2 separate regions of the Rattus norvegicus genome follow, and region 1 is linked to region 2. A link is a contact called in public HiChIP or PLAC-seq data. All regions are on one chromosome and are shown on one strand. Each heading gives the region's core, a stretch centred on a gene start, on an enhancer-like site or on the middle of the called end of the contact. The rest is flanking DNA. Distances are from core to core; before and after follow the strand shown.

Evidence for each region. HiChIP or PLAC-seq counts read pairs in DNA pulled down with a chosen protein or histone mark.
Region 1: an H3K27ac HiChIP or PLAC-seq map of oligodendrocytes shows a contact between it and region 2, with 4 times the contacts expected there. The contact joins the enhancer-like site here to the promoter of Prkar1a in region 2. A contact is called at or near these places in 5 of 12 Hi-C or Micro-C datasets (the A7r5 cell line, hepatocytes, kidney and 2 more) and 1 of 1 datasets of contacts at active chromatin or transcription factors (oligodendrocytes).

The regions. Positions count from the first base shown.
Region 1 is chr10:95,342,536-95,345,650 of GRCr8, reverse strand. No RefSeq gene overlaps it. Among named protein-coding and RNA genes, the nearest start is that of 1700012B07Rkl, 40 kb to the right of the region's middle. Within about 2 kb of position 1,435, at least 6 of the 93 cell types and tissues checked have an H3K27ac peak or open chromatin away from gene starts, as enhancers often do.
Region 2 is chr10:95,119,072-95,122,184 of GRCr8, reverse strand. It overlaps Prkar1a (protein kinase cAMP-dependent type I regulatory subunit alpha), which reads right to left and starts at 1,648. Exons shown (of 11, transcript NM_013181.2): 1 at 1,560-1,648. LOC100912202 (a long non-coding RNA gene) reads left to right here and starts at 1,574. Exons shown (of 3, transcript XR_010055860.1): 1 at 1,574-1,712; 2 at 1,815-3,051.

The DNA.
Region 1 (3,115 bases), core at 186-2,685, 220 kb before region 2:
GAGAGAAATAATGATCTTTTTGTGGACTCACAAATGGGTTTCTGTATGAAAGCTGTTAAGTGCTAAGCATACCTCCCTGGAGAAATTCATTAGCATGGCCTCGGAAGAGTAGTTGATTGTAGTTCATCATAAGCCGGCCCTATTTCCCCTTCCACATGACCCTCGTCTCCCACGGAGAGTCTCTGCCAGAATTTGCCTCCCTTTATTTTGCTATTTCAAGGAGAAAACAGATGAAGCATGGTGCCCTGTGCATAAGCATGCTGTGCCAGAAATGGATGTGTCCTTCCCCAGTGTCAGGAGTTACTGAATAGCAAATAATTCACAAGTAAATCAGTTGTATTGGCTGCAGTTGGCCAAGTACTCCCAGCTCTCTTCAAAATTGGCTGTTGGCAAACATGGGTTTCTTTTTATTCTAATCTTTTTTCAAAAAGTGTGTGTGTGTGTGTGTGTGTGTGTGTGTGTGTGTGTGTGTGTGTGTGTGTGTATGTGAGTGCAGTGACAAGAATGGCCAGAGAAAGATGTCAGATCCCCTGGAGCTGGAGGAATATGTGGTGGTGAGCTGCCCCAGTATGTTCTAGAGATTGAACTCAGGTCCTCTGGAAGAGTAGCAAGTGCTCTTAACCACTAAGCTGTAGATGAGAATCATTAAGGGTTAAACAGGTCTCCCTGGAGGAATTCATATAGAGGTTGTAGAGGTAAGATACAGGACCATGGAAGCCATAAAAGACACCATAAATGTCAGACGACCATGAAGGCAAGATGCTGCACCAGGTATAAACATCTCTCCAGACTACTTTTAGCCCAATATTAGCTACTAATATTAACTCTCAGAACACACGTTACACACTACACAGTAGCTATATCTATACATTGATAGTAGATACATAGATACATACATACATAGATGATAGATATAGATAAGTAGATAGATAGATAGATAGATAGATAGATAGATAGATAGATAGATAGATATTGAATGACTGCCAAAGAATTAAAGCAGTCTCAGCAGAGCTCAGAGGTACTTTACTGGAGCTAGAGAAAGACACTGATAGAATCATGAAGAGCCACCTCAGTAGGTAGATATTAGGTAGGAGGCCACTATAAGCCTACAGGACAAACTGAAGGGTCATAGAGTTAAGAAAGACCGTTGAGCTGACCGCAGATAGAGAAGAAATAGACAGGACCATGGAAATTGTAAAGGTGAAGCATAAGGGCAGAAGGGCAGCACCAGGTCTGGACAGACAAATGGTGGAAGGACAGAGAATCTCGAGTAGGCTACATCAGCAGTGGGGACAAAGCTAAGTGGAAGCCTTAGGGACCCTTGAGAGTCCTCTGCTTGCCTTGTCTTGATACACACATCTGGTGTCACAGGGAGAGTTGGTGGGAACTGCGACCAACCCGGGCTTCCTCTGTTTCATTCTGTCTCTTTCTAAACACAAAAGCCCTGCTGTCAGCCGCTAAATGCTAAAGGATAAATTCGAGTACCAAGGACGCCTCCTCTCCAGTGGTCATTCGCTATCAACACTGAATCCAGACGGTTTGTTTTGTTTTTCTGTTCTCTATGGATGGAAGTGCTTTGCCTTGTGGGTATGTTTACAAGAGTGAAAACACTCTAGGCAAGGAGAAATACTGCCCTCTACTGGGCACATGAATCTCAACCTTTCTCTGTGATCAGTGCACAGTACATTCATTTTAAGTGATTTTTTTCTTTTCTTCTTTTGTTTTAATTCATAAAGTTGGCAGTGCGACAATGCTCTATTATGACATGTGTGGGTGTGTCGTGTGTGTGTTTGTGTGTCTGTGTGTGTCTGTGTGTCTGTGTCTGTGTGTGTGTCTGTGTGTGTGTCTGTGTGTATGTCTGTGTCTGTGTGTATGTCTGTGTGTGTCTGTGTCTCTGTGTGTTTCTGTATGTGTGTGTGTCTGTGTCTGTCTGTGTGTGTGTGCATCTGTGTGTGTGGCAAATGCATGCACGCCCTTCCAGCCACACACACATACATGCATGTATGTGCAGGCCAGAGGTCCACACTGGGTGCTGTTTTTCCAAGGCTCACTTTGCTTGCTTGTTGTCTGTTTAATATTTATTCAACTTTATGTATACCTACATATATATGTACATGCATACATATACACACACATATACATACACATGTATGTACACACATATACATACACACATATGTATGTACATACATATATACATGCATAGAAATATATACATATATATTCCTACATATGTACATTATTACATATACACACATTTACAGATATGTATATTTGGTGGATGAAGCAGAGCCCCAACAGTCACACTTTTTTTCTCTCAGCCTTTTTAGAATTTCTTTATAGAAGTTCTTTATAAAATTAATTTATAAAATTAGCTCACAAACAAAGATGTTACACAAAAAGGAGTTACAAAAGGATGTCTAAGTTCAAAGCAATGTTTCATTCTATAAGCACATTATAAGTTCAAAGCAGCAGTTTCACATGGCCTGGCTTTATTTATAGCACATGCCAGTGGCCTCGTCCTTGGACCTGACCTAGAATGAGTATTTTTCCTTGATCACAAATCTGTCCCAAGCCTATTTCTCTTCTTAGAGCAGTTTATGGAAGCTCATTATGTTCCTTATTATGCACACCTTCCTTACTATTCTACGAAGAGGGGGCACATTCTATTCTTGATTCTAACTTGATTACATCTTTCTGGCAAAAAGACTAGAACCGTCTCCTTAAACTTCCTTCCTAAAATTATTTGGATCCAATCAGGAATTCTATAAAGTCATTCATTCATCTAAACAGCATTATTATTACTTGAAGGTCCATCTTCACATTGTTTGCAAGAAATTTGCCCAACAGGTGGGCTGATGCCCAGGGATCACTGGGCTATGTAATGGTGACTGAAAAGGCACAGCAGCAGTGAGAAGCAATCCAGGATGAAGTCTCTGGGGTCCATGCCTCTCAGAGCAAACCTGTCACAGCCTTGCAAAAAGGTGGACCATCTCCAAAAACCTCACTTGCTTACCATAGCTTGTGGCAAGCCACATGGCTTGTGACACAATTATATAAACCAGTCCAAAAAATAAAAAATCCCACTAGCTGTGTTTCCTGTCTGCTAAGAAGC
Region 2 (3,113 bases), core at 399-2,898:
CCTCAGTATTTTTAATCCGGTATGTCTTTGTTCCACGTTTGTACTTACTTTTTAAAAACCCAACAACTTAACTACCCTCCAAAACAAACACTTTAAAACCATCATCACTGCACCGAGTATTCATAAGAGGGCAGATTCTTAAAGAAATTCGGTTCTGATGAAACTCTCACTGTCAGAAGGGCCACATTGGAAGACATTTAAAACGCTTTGAGAGCCTGTTGCTGACAGAGCCCACGTCTCCTGGAGGATACCGAGCAACTCTAACAGGGCCTTGGGGGAGGGTCATCACCTAACGCGAGCTTTCATTTCTCTGCTCAAGAAACCTATCTATCCTGGCTCCCTCAAGTCATCGGCTATCCCCCACACCCGCGCTGAGCTGGAGGGGTTAACAGGCGCCGCGTATTTTCACAAGGGAGGGCAGGAAAGTGCCCTTCACTTCACTTAGGCCACGGTCATGACCACTGAGTGCAGAAAGAAGACCCCCTCATCCCCCATCAGGCAGGAGACCGCAGACGTTGAGCCGGAGACCTGGGAAGGCAGGAGTGGGCGGCGGGGCTCTGGAAATCGGGAAAGGACGAGAACTGGAAGGGGGACAAAGGGAAATGGAGCTAGACTGAAATCACCGAGTGGAGGGGTGGAGGGAGACGAGCCCCGTAGAGGAGGGGAACCCGGTGCAGAAAAAACGACCAGGCAGAGATGAAGACTACAGCCCAATGACGAGGCCAGATAGAAAAGCCATGGCGGATTCCGGCTAAAAAATCGAGCTGTTGTCCTTCAGGAAGTGGGGGAGGGAGGACGGGCACGGAGGCCGCGGCGCGCGGGGGCGGAGGCGGCTAGGGAGCCCAGGGAGGCCGAGAGCAGCGCAGGACCGGGAACCAGGAGACGCTAAGGCCGGAGGAGGGACGGCGGGGGGCACGGGCGGCCTAGAGCCCCGCGGGGAGGGGTGCAGGTGCGGACCGGAGCAGAATGCGAGGCCTGCGTGAGGCACCAAGGCCGCTTCGGAGGCGCAGGGGGTGCGGCCGTCCCCCCGCAGCGCGCTCCCCGGGGCGCCATCTTGGCTCGCTCCCGCGCCTTCAGGAACGCGCAGCGGAGCGCCGTGGCCGGCGGCTCCCCGGTCAGGCCTCCGGCCTGCACTCACCTGAGGACGGGCGGCGGCGCGGGCCTGAGTAGCGCAGGGCGAGGCTGCCGGGGGTACCGAGCGTCCAGAGGGCTCAGCTCGCAGCCTCACTCCAGTCTGCGATAGCGGGTCCGCGACGGCTCCACCGGAAACCAGCCGACCGCGGCCAATCAGCGTTCGGCTGCTGACGTCAATGCGCCTCGCTCTGGCCAGAGCGGTTGCCTTGGCAACCTTAAAGGCGCAGACGCCTAGGTTCCTCCTCCGCCCCCTATCCCCCCAACCCCCACCCTTAGCCCGTCGTCGTCTAGCTAGAACTGTTCTCTTGTAGCGCATCTCTCCATCTTACCTTGTCGCGTATACGCAGCCCCTTCCTCGCCCCCATCTTTTCCTTCTCTTCACGCTAACCCGTTTCTTTCTCCTTTTTCACTTGCCCCTTCCTTACCAGGTGTCGAGGGATCCTCTAGATTGTTCTGCTGTTCGGTGATCTCCGCCTCTCCTCCGTTCCTCCTCGCGTCTGCCTCCCTCAACGCCTCTGCCTTTTCTCCCTCCCTTCAACCCTCCTCCCGCAGACCCACGTGGGACGTTTCGATGACAGGTGGGCGACTCCGCCCTGGGTCCTATGGGGCGGCGGAGAGGGGCGGGGGGGGGGGCGGTTACAGGACGCTGGGCGGACAAGGAGATTCCTGCTGTTTTCCAGGCCCTGGAACAGGAGGACGCCCTAGCGGATCTGCCACAGCTGAACACAAGCGGATGCTGGGATGCGCCTGATGGACACAGTGCGCATCCTGTGTAGACCCCCGCAATATCCGGGGTTCCGGGCTCGGCCTGTCATCCGGTCCAGGAAATATGAGCCCCTAGGGAGCCTCTGCGTGGCTAATCTGACTGCTGTCTCCTCTAGTGAGCTGCCATCAAGGGAGGCCCTGTGGTACTTCCAGAAGCACCAGACATAGGAAAAGACTTCCAAGAGGAACCCGGAGTTCTGATCATGCCCTACCCTCCTATCATTCAGGACTGCGTGGTGGGCAGTACAGACAGACAAATAGACAGGCAGTACAGCAGATCAAGTCACTGACCAAGCATGAAATCTGAGCTGCATGAGAAAGCAGGAGAATTCATTATTCCCTCAGTCAACTTTCTCCTTAAGTATGTGAAAATGAAAGAAGGGCAGACAATTTTAGACATATGAAATTAAATAACATAGGCCTAAATAAATACATAAATAAAATAGTCCCTCGCAGTGTACAGTTCTGAATAGCGGCAAGCTGTTAACAGCCTCGTCGTGTATGTTCTAAGGCAATGTGTGTAGAAAACTTTGGGCTAAGTGGTGTTTGTAAATTTCACCTTTTGAAGCCTGTCTTTGTCCTTGAATACCCCAAACTATGACAAGGGCTTTGAATATTACCCCCTGCTAGTGAGAGGAGGGAAGGGGGAAGAGAAGGATGTCACTTCCTCTGCTGCCCCTCCCCAGTATGTTGACTATTGGTGCTTTTTTTTTTTTTTTTCCTGAGATGGGTAGAATGGAAAATTAGAGACCTAGACCCAGTCATACAGGCTCTCACCCTCTCCAGTGCAAAGAAAGGCTGCTGAACTCAACCGTAAGCTGGCCAACAGGAGAGGACATTTGATAGCATTGAGCATGCCTGGTCGTGTTCTAAGGAAAGGGGAAAAAAAAAACCCTACTGCAGATAAATCGGAATTTGTTTTCAGGTTCTGCCATCTCCGGTGATGAACTTAATCTCCTTGAGCTTCATTTTCCTCCATCTCCGAAGGGATAACTGGGACTGCATTAACATAGACTAATAAAAGCAAACAAGCAGAGAGCACCTACCACGTTTGTAAACTGCCCCGGGCGCTCCAGACAAACTCATAATCATTCTGTGATGTTAACCGTTCAGAAAGAATGGGACACAAGAAGTTACGTGACTATAGCTTGGGTAGGTCAAACTCAGGCAGTGATGGTAAATCGACCTCCCTTGAAGCATGCACCACACACACA